Regions from separate parts of the Zea mays genome. Here region 2 is linked to region 1. A link is a contact called in public Hi-C data. All regions are on one chromosome and are shown on one strand. Each heading gives the region's core, a stretch centred on a gene start, on an enhancer-like site or on the middle of the called end of the contact. The rest is flanking DNA. Distances are from core to core; before and after follow the strand shown. Region 1 has its middle 91 kb from the start of LOC103652077. Region 2 has its middle 40 kb from the start of LOC100277583.

Region 1 (6,124 bases), core at 2,112-4,611:
ACTATAGGACCTGCAATCTTATGGCTGCTATAGTAGCTAGTTACAATATGCTTAATATTTAGTACTTTGAGTTGAAGTTATAGGATTTTCTTTGTAATTGAAGTTAAAGGATTTGTAGATATATGTTTTGACGTTATATGATTCTCTGATGGATGAAATATTTGTGTTCGACATATTAATATGATATTTTGGTTGTGATGTGTAATATTCCATGATGATATGAATTCATACGATGTGATGACGATTATATCTATCACAAATGCTTCGCCATGTCACTTGCCACGTTAGCGGCCACTGCCTCTCAATTTACGACGAAATTCTTCGTCACAACAATTTTTCCACGTGATCAAATCTATGACAAATATTTCTGTCATAAAGGTTTTGCCATGTCACATCCCACGTCATCACCATTAGCCATGTGGCAATTCATGTCAGTATGAATTGTGACGTTTTCAGAGTGCCTTATGACAAAATAGAGTGTCATAGATTTAGTGACGAATCTAATGTACGTCATAAAATCAATGACAATTTTTTGATGAACGTCATTGTAGTCTATTTAACACGCACCTTCTGTGACGATGACCTTTTCGTCACAATAATGTTACCAAAATACAATCTATGACAAATAAACACTAGTTAGTGACATAATCACAATGTCACAGAAGGCCTAAAAGGTTGTAGTGATGCTCCTTCCAATGTCAAACCTAAAAGGAAGAAACAATTGATGAAATGGTTGAAAAACTTAAAGTTCCCAGATGGTTACACCGCGGGCTTTAGAAGGTATGTGAATTTGAAGACAGGCAAGTTTTTCGGGTTGAAGAGTCATGACTACCACATAATAATGGAAAGACTCCTTCCTGTTATGTTTCGTGGTTTTGTAAAAAAGATGTGTGGAAAGCATTAGCGGAGCTAAGCTACTTTTATAGACATCTTTATGCTAAAGAAATAAAGAAAGAGATGATGGAGAAGCTTGAGCAACAAATACCGGTTTTGGTATGCAAACTTGAAAAAATATTTCCTCTAGGTTTCTTTAATCCGATGCAACATCTACTTGTTCACCTACCAGATGAAGCTAATGTAGGTGGTCCTATGCAGTATAGATGGATGTATCACATCGAAAGGACACTAAAGAAGCTACGTGCAATGGTTGGTAATAAGAGATGAGTTGAAGGGTGCATTGCTGAAGAATTCAAATACAAAAAGATAGCATTGTTCACGGGCCTGTACTTTGCAGAGGAACACAATGTCAATGCCCCTGCGTTGCGGTATCATGTCGACGAGCCCCCTATCAGTGATCTTGAAAATTTTCAATGGAGGGGCAAAACTGTAGGACCCAGCACAGCATACTGTTTTACCAATGACGAATGGAAGACTGCTTTACTCTACATGTATAACAACATGGAAGAGATGAGTCAGTTTCTCCTATAAGTGTAAACTTAATTTTTAGTCATTGTCGCTATCCTTGTTTTTCTTATCCTAAAATGTTTGTTTCCTTGTACTAACAGTGAATTTGATTCTCAAAATTAGATGTCTGGTCGTGAACGTGATCAGATTCATCGAGAGGGAAAAGATGGGGGACCTAATTTCTTGTGTTGGTTTGGAGATTATGTAGATATAAATGAAAATATACACCCGGACCTTCGACAATTGTCCCTAGGAGTAGTATCTGTCAGACGTTATGGTCGGTATGATGTCAATGGTTTTCGTTTCCGTTCCACAAGGTTCAAAGATGCTCATTCTCTAGTAGCCACAACAAATTCCGGAGTTGTAACTAGAGCTGTCGATGATGAGGTGTAACACCCAAAATTCTACTTTAGAAATTATAAGTAAAAATGTCCCAAAATGAATATTTCCTAAAATAAAAGATACATAGATATTAAATTATTTTTGGATTGGAATATACATAGAAGAATTATGAGTTAAACTTTTCTTTTGGGATAAAATAATAGGAGAAATTCTCTAGATAGGTCGAGATAAAACTACCCTTTAGTATAAAATTATGTAATAGTAGATGAGACATATGATTTAAATATATAATAACAAGAAGATTTTTTATGTGTTTTAAAACAAGTGCGATATTCCTTTCATTAACTATGTAGTTTAAAATATTCATGAATAAACAAATACAATGAAAATAAATGAAATATTTATGCAAAAACATGTTCTGATGCATTTTCAAAATTTGAGGTAAACTTGAATCAAATTCAAATATGAAATATAAAAATAAAAAGGAATAAAGAAAAAGGAAAAGGAAAAAGCTTAACTTCGCTAGACAGACTTCCTCATCCCTTAGCCCAACTCGGCACACACCCACGCGGCCCAATCCACTAACGCCGAGACCGACAGCATGGGCCCGCTTGACAGTAGAACCACCGTGTCACTCTCCCTGATGGGTCGGGCCTGTTCATCAGAGAGCGAATTCACCCGTGCGTCCGCCCATGCACCTGCTTCTGTCGCGCGGACCCACCCGTCGGTCTCACTCGTGCTAGATCGATTGGTGCCGTCACCGGGCAGTGGGGAAGCCCTGTGATCCCTGCCGCAACCACCACGCTCAACAGATTCACGCGTGCGGTCGAGCGAGGCCGTGATTCTCGCGCGGATCCAGGATTTCGTTGCCGCCACCCTTGGACGACTCGCTAGCATCTATAGAAAACGTTTGGTTTGGTTTGAGGTCAAAGAAAACTCGAAGTTGGATCCCCCTCCTCCATCTATTCGCTGTGTGCAAGCTTCTGCCGCCACCGTGAGAGAGAGCGGAGAAGAGGACTACCGGCGAGGCCTCCTTGTGGTTTGGTCACCTACTCACCTCCAAGCCTTGTTGGTCGTGCCGTCCTGCTTGCCCAGGACCTGGGGAAGGGGTGTGTGACCATAGCACGGGAGTTTTGCCGTCGGGACCCTAGTGATTGCTGGTTGGAGTTGTTGCTCCGTCGCGGTCCCGCGTGTTGTCGTGGCTGGGGTTCGACGTTGTGTATTCACCGTTAATTGCTACCTCCATTCATTCGTCCTACTTCGTATTGTGTATTGCATATGTCCGTCCGTGAATACATGCACCACTGGCACCTATGCACATCACGTTGGCGAGCTCGGGGCGGTGCCTTATTTCTTCCTCCGTGCCGCGCTGTCGGAGGTAGATGAAAGGACGACAGCCGTTGGACGTGTGACAAACGGCCCGAATTAGCCTAAGATGCAGCTCAGGAGCGATTGGTCGGGGCCCTCGAATCAACATCTGATGGTTCTGAATAGATGGGTACTCACTAAATCGTGTCCGTTGATTTCGAATCCGAAGGGCAGCGACGCGTACCGGTTCGACAAAAGTGGGGGATATATTTGGGCCATTGATCGCGGATCCTGTGGCCCCTGTTGCATACTGGTTCGATGTGTGAGTTAGATTTAATCCGAGCCCTTCATTGCAGATCGATTGGCTGAGATCCATCCATACCCTTTCGGCCAGCCCGTTTTGCGTATGAGCCCTTGGACTTTACATAAATCAACCCACCGTCTGGTCAGGTGTAGATTAATTGCGGTTGTGCCCTGGAATTTTATAAAACACACCCTGTGTTCTCGGGTTTTTGTATCCATTACCCAAATATATCCCCAGGCTTATTAAATAAGCCAAAAAATGATTTCTTAGTATGAAAATAATTCGAGAAACTTGTTTAATTCATATGTAATTAATTTTAACTCCTTTTTGATCCATTCCAGTTGCATTAAATTCGCATTAATATTGTTTATTATCTAGTGACATTATTTTGTCATGAAACATAGGTTAAAAATTATGCACTTAATTTGTTCTATATCTAACACCTAAATCTTCAGAGAATCATAACTCTTTAACCGTAACTCTGAATTTAGTAATTCTCGAACCTACGATCTCGTTATGATACATAGAACATTATTATACAATTTGTTCTTATGTTTGGTGTGATGTTAGTTTTGCCTATACCATGTCTGTTTGTATTGCTACGAGTAGCAACGAGGTTACGAGTCGCTTGAAGACCAAGTGGTGAAGTATTTGGGAATCTCGAGTCTAAGGCAAGTTGTGCCCTTGATCACTTTTCTCTACCTAATAATGTTCCTATTAATCACTGTGACATGCTCAGGTTAATTTTGATGGGACCTACTAGGTTTCCCTAGTATTGTTTATCCCACACCTTGCTTACCATTAAACTTTTGGGTAGTATATGCTATTGCTCTACGTGGTTTTGGGATTAATGTTACATTTGAATTATGATCATGTTCCAATTTTGCTATTGTTTTAATTAATGTTGTTCATGACAACATCATTGTGTTAATTGGAACATGGAGCTTAACTTGAGATAACCGTGCTACCACAAGGGTGGAATGGGACGTCCTTGGCTGACTAATTAGGAAAGTTAGTGGAGGACTACCTTAACAGAAAGGGGCAAGGCCGGTAGAGGAGCTGCGTATAGGGAGGTTCTCGGGTCGATCATGCTGCGATGGCTTTTTCGACGCGGAATTCCTATATTCCTCTTCTCAGAAACCATAGCGGGTTTTCTGAAGCTAGTAGAACTTTGTAAATGCCTCGTAGTGGATCCCTAGCCATTCACCTCGAAAGTGTCTAAGGGCCATGCATGTAACACCCAGGTGTTACTTAGGGATTTCACTCAAGCCTACACTATTGAACCCATCATCACATGTGGTTTAGTTTGAGCAAAAGACACCAAACTTGGGGATCAAGATCCTAAGAAGGTGTAACCCATCTTAGAAGTCATGCCTTGGCCTTATCATGCACCTAAAGAGGAGAGAAGGGCTCAAACCCTAATTCAACTTCCTTAGGCAAATGGAGCCCTAGAGGGGAGTATAGCAAAAAGGCAATGTAAACCACATTATCATGACTTGGGCTAATTATAAAAGTTGTAGTACACTTAATACCCTACAAATATTAGTAAGAGAGTGACCCCAAAAAGAATTCAGAAAAACCCTAAAAAGGTCACCAAAGAGAAGGACATAAAAGAAAAATCAGACTTTTCTCACTTTCAAAACCAACCCTCTTTCAAAGATCAAACATGTTCACCTTTTTCCAAACCTCAAAACTGTGGGGCCCAAATAACAAAATGGCGCCTAAAGACCTCTAGAACACCCTGGAAAAATTTGAACCAAACCCTAAGTCGGTTGACATTACTTGACACGGTTTTTGTCTCGGTCTGGACAGCTCGGACAGAGCCAACTTCCCACCCCCATATCTCTCAACCCCGACCATATCTTTGCTTGGAACTCAAATGGAAAAGATAGGATATGGTGCAGAGAAGAGACCGTACACGGGACTTTTGCTGAGATCTGCACGCTAAGGCAACCAAACAGGCCGTTGAACACTGACAGAAGTAAACCACCACATGTTCGACGTGGGCTGGCACTCCGGAACGCTCCCAGAGCATGCCCACAAGCGCACCCCCGCGCGCCCTCGACCGCCCCCGTGCCCACGCCCGTGTCGTGCCCGCTAGTGGCTACAAAGCCCACCCTCATGCACGGTCGCCTTCCCAGTTACCCCCTCCGCACCGCGCCTAACTTTCCCGAGCTCGCCCGCAGCTCCAGCGACCTCCCCGCGACCCGCCAGAGCCGCCCGAGGGCGACCACCGTGATCAAACCAACCCCGCCCACCTCCGCTCGATCCGAGCCCTCAGATAGTGTCGGTGTTTTGGGTCCGACCGCACACCCGGGGTTGCCCCTCAAGGTGTTTTTAGGAGTAGGATGGTGTTACCGACTATAGCTCGATGGTTCGTGCAGGGCGCATGAGAAACTGTGAACAATGGTGTACAGGTTCGGGCCGCTTAGATATGCGTAACACCCTACGTCCTGGCGGGAATGTTTTATGTGGCGGATTACAAGGGGACTCTCTAGTGCAAGGAATGTAGAGAGTTGGGGTAGATGGCTGAGTAGTGAGATTGATCGTTCTGAAGGGGTGCCCCCTAGGCCTTATATACTCGACCATGGGGCATTACATGCAGATATGTTGGCAGTATGCGCCTAAATGATAGTGAACCAATTGAGCCTATCTCCCTATAGTTCCGCCGACCCATCCTCGCTTGGTTCCGTTGCACGGGGTTCCAGCGCGGGAAGATCGGGTCACCGTTGTGATTACTCGCTCGAAGTCAATTGGTTGTCTGGG
Region 2 (6,124 bases), core at 1,075-3,574, 260 kb after region 1:
GCCAGTGCGGTCCAAGTTGGACCTTCTGCTGTCATATTGCATCGGGGTCTGGTTTCTCCGAAGATCAGTTCAAGAGGGCTCTGTACCAGCTTCTCTTTGTCTTCGTCAACTTTGACATAAAACCATTCTGACTTCTAGCCTGCCGGCCATTTGCTTCGGTAGCTAATCACAGGAAATTTTGTGGTTTTCCGATAGGCAAAATTATAACAACCAAAATTTTCATGCAACCCATCCTTTCTGGCCTTAGTCTGGTAATGCAGCTCATGTACTCGACAGAAGCTGTCGGCAAACGGCTCCACCGCCTGGCTTCGGAGAGCCCAGATATAAACGCTAAGTCTGACAATGGCGTTAGGAGTCAGTTGGTGAAAATAGATCCCAAACTTTTGCAGCACATCAGAAATCATTCTATTTAAAGGAAATCTCAACCCAGCTTTTAGAAAACTCTTGAAAATAACTATTTCATCCTTTTCTGGCTTCGGGGTAGTTTCCTCTCCCCCGAAGCGAATCAGCTTCTTCTCATCTTCACTGAAATATCCCGACTTCACCATTTTGGAAAAATCAGCCTTGGAGATAGTCGACTTTCCGAAGTCCAAATGGCTAGGCTTGCTCGGTACTGCGATATGGTAATCACCGTCAGAATCAGCTTCCTCAATATCTCCTTGTTCCGCTTCGTTAGCAGCTTGTTCTATTTCGGCAGTGGGGATTCTTTCCGAGGTCACCAATCCGGATCGCTGCATTGCTTCGGAGATAGGAACAGTCTCCGCACCTTCGGCTTCGTCTCCCTCACGCTCAACTCTAGCAGTAGAGCGCACTCTGGCCATTTAATTTTGAATTTCTTGAAAGATTTCTTGAGAATTAAATAACCTTTTCTCCCGAAGCTTTTCTTCTGACGAAGTAGGCACCAAACTGGAGCTTCGTCTGAATGCGAGAGTCAAGCTTCGGCTATGGTTAAAATTTTTGGCAGCAAAACAGTGCAATAGCAATGAATGTTGTGGTAACTTCACACCTACCTGTCTGTTTATATAGTGCTGCAGGTAAGAAGATGAATCGTCAGGATTTTTACACCAGGCAAACAGTTGATCGCACCCGCTGCGCGGTGGGCCGCAAAGACCAAAATAGTGAACCTGCATGGTGGGACCGCTACGCACTCGAAAACTGTATCGTTTCTCGACAACGAGCTCAGGGAAGGTGCTTTTCGGACCTTCGGCTTCCTGAAGCCTAAGAGACTTTTTTCACGGATCAAGCTCGTTACGAAAAACGATCTAGCACCGCGAAGGGGCTACTGTTGGGACCATGCTTCGTCGCCGAAGGTCCTGCAGGAAGAAACAGCTTCGGCTGAAGCTGTCTGTACGTGATGCCGAAGGGTGCCGTTCATGAAGCTTCGGAATTACAAACCGACTTAAAGATAGAATGACCTTTTAGTCCATAAGAGTTTGAGTCGTTGTTGTAAACTTTTATGAGGGGTATGATTGTAATTGCTCACAGGCTGTGTCCTGTGCCTATAAATAGTGAACAGTATTCCTTTACTGTTCACGCATTCCTGTAATTGCAATCACATCACTCGGAAATTATTCTTTGCCAAGGCAGAGGTATGAATGTATCTAAACATTATATTTGAATATCTTAAGTTTATATAATATGTAAATGATGTTGTTTACTTCTAATTTACTTGTCTTTAATGCTTTATGTCTCGTGTTATTTTATATTATCTCTGAGAGTTCAATTACGAAGATATAACCTTCATAATTGTGTCATTATAACCTTCGTCCGAAGTTCATTAAATCCTTGGGGAAATAATGTTTCAACGGACGAAGGACATTAATATTTAACATTTTATGTTGCCTTGTTCTTAATTCATAGCATTTGAGAACAAGTCCCCAACAATATTAAACATCAGAAATTATCTTATTAAAGTGAATAGGTATCAAAGGGTTGATTAATTGAATTATATTAGGTCATACATTCAGAGAGTAATTTTGTTTAAAGGAATGTTTATGTGTGTGCATCACTAATTGGAAGAATCTACTTAAATAAAGAAAATAATAAATAAAACATCTAAAATAGATATGATTTGATTCTCATTATGGTATCCTTTTTATTGTGCATTATAATTAATCTTAGAATTTAAAGCTTTATTTGAAGTCCATTTGAAATTGGAAATATATATATAAACAAAAGAAAATAGAAAAATATGAAAAAGAAAGAAAAAGATGTATGCCTGCGCGCTTTGGGCCAATTCCACTCATCCGTGGCCCAACTCTGGGCATTCGCGCGGCCCACTTCTCCCCCTGACCTCGATCTTTAGTCACCGATGTGTGGGGCCCTGGCGTCAGCGACGGATCCTCGCGCGTACACATCCGACTTCACCCTCTGTCATGAGGACCCCACTGGACAGATTCATCCCCTCTTCGCATACCGCGCTTGGCTAACAAAATCCAGCCACCGCGCAACTGCTCGTGGATCCCGGGACTGCCCGCTTGCCTCCCCTCGAGCCCTCGGGTATAAGTACCGCAGCCTCTACGCCCCCGTATACCATAGGTCGTGCACCGAAAGCATCTCACCGACGTCGGGAAGGCATGGAGAGAGAGTGCGTACGATGCCATCGGCACGGAGCTTGCCGTGCGGCAGAATCGTGCCCCCCCCCCCCCCCCCCCCTTGGGCTGCCCTGGAAGACCGCCAAGTCCCGTGGTACTGGTGGTGGAAGCGACGTACTTTGGGGCCCTCGGTGCTCTACGGAATTGCTCGCCGGTGATGTTCCCTTGCCGCATTCCGCCTTGTGTCGTGCCCTACTTCACCTGCGCAACGGTTGACGGTAAGAACACTCCTAACTAGTCCGTTCTGGCCTCCTCTACGTGTAGCACCATTCGGATTGGGACTTGGGGCTCTGGGCCGCAAGATCACCTACTCCGGTGAGAGCTCCGCCGTGGAGAGAACTCTGTGCCACGGTGACCCTATGCTCCGTGGTAGAAGATGGTGCAGGAGCGTAGATTTATTGGCGACCGGGCAGGATTAGATGTTAGGGTGTTGTGCCGGGAGCCGTTGATCGTCCAACACATGGTCCGGATTAGATCTGTGTTTCATTAAACTGTAACCATTGATCTCGCGGGCTGCGACTGGGATTGGAGTTTGCCTACCGGTACGGTCAGGGTTGTTCTTGTCCGTTGATCCGTGAGCGTATGGCTTAGATCTGATAAGTGATACTCCTACGCGTAAATGAATCCTAACCGTCTGATCCGATCGGACGACTGGGGTACTGGCTGGTGTGAGGGTCTCGCGGGCCGTCGATTTCGGATCGTGCGAACATCGTTGAATACCGCTTCAGATCTAGACCGTGGCCATTCAGATCTAATCTTGCGGCCACGATCATCAGATACCCCTTCAGTTGTGCCATATTTATAAAAGACACCATGGAAAACTTGGAAAATAACCCGCAATCCACTTCAGTTTAACAGAAACTATAATCAGGCTCTGGAATTTATAGTTTAGACCCTGGGGTCTCCTGTATTTGTGACCCCAGTCCAAATAACTGGGAAATTGATTAAAATAAATAAAGAAATCAATTTTAATGCAAAAATAAAGTCCCAATCTTAGGAAATTCATAACTCTATGAATTTAACTCTTTTTAACCCATTCCAGTTGCAATAAATTCATAATAATGTTGTTTATTAGCTAGTAACCTTATGTTATTATGAAACATAAATTTAAACTATGCACTTTAGTTTCTTTTTATCCGACACTTGAAACTTCGGAAATTCATAGCATCTCCGTTTTAACTCCGAATTGATCCGTTCCAGTTGCGCTAGCTTCGTAATAAAATTACCTACGCAAATAACAACATTATTCACAACATATTATTTATTATATAATTGGATATTGGTTATCCTATGCTTAGTGATTTATCTTGCTAATTAAAGTTAACTGTTTAGGGATATAACTTCACTAAAGATACAACTTATGATCAGGTTATATCTTGAATTAAAGTTTAATTAACTATTTCTCACATGCTTTATATTAATGAACATATAATATAGTTTTACTGATTAATTCCCTAAAACTTTGAGAAGTCATATCTTCCTAACCGTAACTCCAATTTTAGTGGTTCTCGAACCTAGGTTCTCGGTACAACGCGTAGATTATTATTATGCAGTTTGTTCTTATGTTTGGTGTTATATTAATTTTGCATGTACCCTGTTTATTTGTATTGCTACGACTAGCGCGAGGTTACGAGTCACTTGAAGAGCAAGTTGGTACCTGGAATCTCAAGTCCCATGCAAGTTGTGCCCTTAATCACCTTTATTTACCCAATAATGTTCTCTATAATCATTTTGGCATGCATAGGCTTAATTTTGATGCGACCCAATAGGTCAGCCTAGTTTGGTCATCATTACAACTTGTTTAACCCTGAACTTTTGGGTAGTCTTTGCTATTGCTCTATATGGTTTTGGGATTAATATTACATTATGATCATGTTCCAATTATACTGTTGTTTTATTTATTGTTCATGACAAGATCATTATATTAATTGGAACATTGGGCTTAACTTGAGAAACACGTGCCGCCACAAGGGTGGAATGGGATGCCCTTGGCTGAATAATTAGGAAAGCTAGTGGAGGACTACCTTACCCGAAAGGGCAAGGGCAGTAGGGGAGTAGGCATGTAGGGAGGTTCTCGGGTTGATTTTGCTACGATGGCGGTCAGACGGGGGATTCCTGCATTGCTCTTCCTAGAAACTGTAGCGGGTTTTCTGAAGCTAGTGGAACTTTGTAAAGGCCTCGTAGTGTTACTCTGCCTCGCTTCCTTGGTAGAGGTGTGTGGGGCCCGTACAACCCTGTGGCAGATGGGTAACATGACTTGTGGGTAAAGGGTACCACCTCTGCAGAGTGTAAAATTGTTATACTAGCCGTGCTCGCGGTCATGAGCAGCTCAAGACTCTTGCATGATTAATTTCTGGAATTAAATTCAATTTGTCATATGCATTGCATTGTGGGTGTTGTTATCAATTTTGATCTACTACTTTTTTGGGTGGTATCTACTTACATTTAGTAATTGCTAATAAAATTTTGTTCAACTTTAAAAGCGATGCTCAACTTTAACCATCCTCTTTAGTAAGCCTTGCACTTCACATGATCTCTCACCTTTGGCGAGTTCATGCACATTATTCCCCACAACTTGTTGAGCAATGAACATATATGAGCTAACCCTTGCTGTCTCACACCCCCACAGGTCAAGAACAGGTACCGTAGGTGAGGCGCATGGAGGATGATGTGATGAGTTCGTGAGAGGTCTAGGCCGTCGTCTCCCAGTCAACTTTGGGTTGCTAGATTGTTGTCTTCGTATGATATAACTATTTAAATATTTTGTACAGAACTCCTATTATATAGTAAAGATGTGACATTCTTTTCTGAACCATGATTCATCATATGTGTAAGACTTAGTCCTAGCACACTTGGTGATTATCTCGCGTCCGGGTCTTGGATCTGGGTGTGCCAGAAGTGGTATCAGAGCGATGTTGACTGTAGGACGAAACCTAGATAAAACTAGACAATCCTTACTTACTTACCTTCGCTACTCTGATTCTTTCTAAACTTACCTTAATCTTTTCTCATCTATTGCTGCTTTACTCTGATCATTCTCACCTCTTCACTTCTAACCACAAAAGTGGATTTCACACTTTGAAATCTTGTACCTAAAGTGAGTTTTAGGAATAGGAAACCTAATCTTAGGAACCAAATCAAAACTATTTTGGTAAATATTTATATGCTTGAGTGTTTGTCCTTATGATAACTGCTTGATTCGATTCCTTGATTGATTGTGATAAGTTGTGGAGTAAAGTCTACAATTGCATCTCATATACATCTAGGTATATGAAGAAAAAGAAAAAAATGTTTATAAAATAACTTGACAACTTAGATTATCCCCCATTAAAATGTATCTAGCTTTATAGATCCATCTCATCTTAAAAGATTTTACCTTATCCTTATTCATCTTATCCTAACCACTTTGCATATCTCATCCTAGCATAACAACCGTGATCTAATATAAATTTATTAGATCTTATCTAATCTGAACTAGTTATAGCAATCTAATCTAGATCCCATTTAATCTAATATGATCTAATCTAAAG

The links. Hi-C and Micro-C count contacts between places; a contact is called where the count stands out from the background.
Region 2: a Hi-C map of bundle sheath shows a contact between it and region 1, with 7 times the contacts expected there. The contact joins two enhancer-like sites. A contact is called at or near these places in 2 of 25 Hi-C or Micro-C datasets (bundle sheath and endosperm).

Annotation. Positions count from the first base shown.
Region 1 is chr3:101,902,575-101,908,698 of Zm-B73-REFERENCE-NAM-5.0, forward strand. No RefSeq gene overlaps it. Among protein-coding and RNA genes, the nearest start is that of LOC103652077, 91 kb to the left of the region's middle. Within about 2 kb of position 3,362, at least 16 of the 20 cell types and tissues checked have an H3K27ac peak or open chromatin away from gene starts, as enhancers often do. A contact at or near this core is called in bundle sheath, where this site is marked.
Region 2 is chr3:102,161,352-102,167,475 of Zm-B73-REFERENCE-NAM-5.0, forward strand. No RefSeq gene overlaps it. Among protein-coding and RNA genes, the nearest start is that of LOC100277583, 40 kb to the left of the region's middle. Within about 2 kb of position 2,325, at least 19 of the 20 cell types and tissues checked have an H3K27ac peak or open chromatin away from gene starts, as enhancers often do. A contact at or near this core is called in bundle sheath, where this site is marked.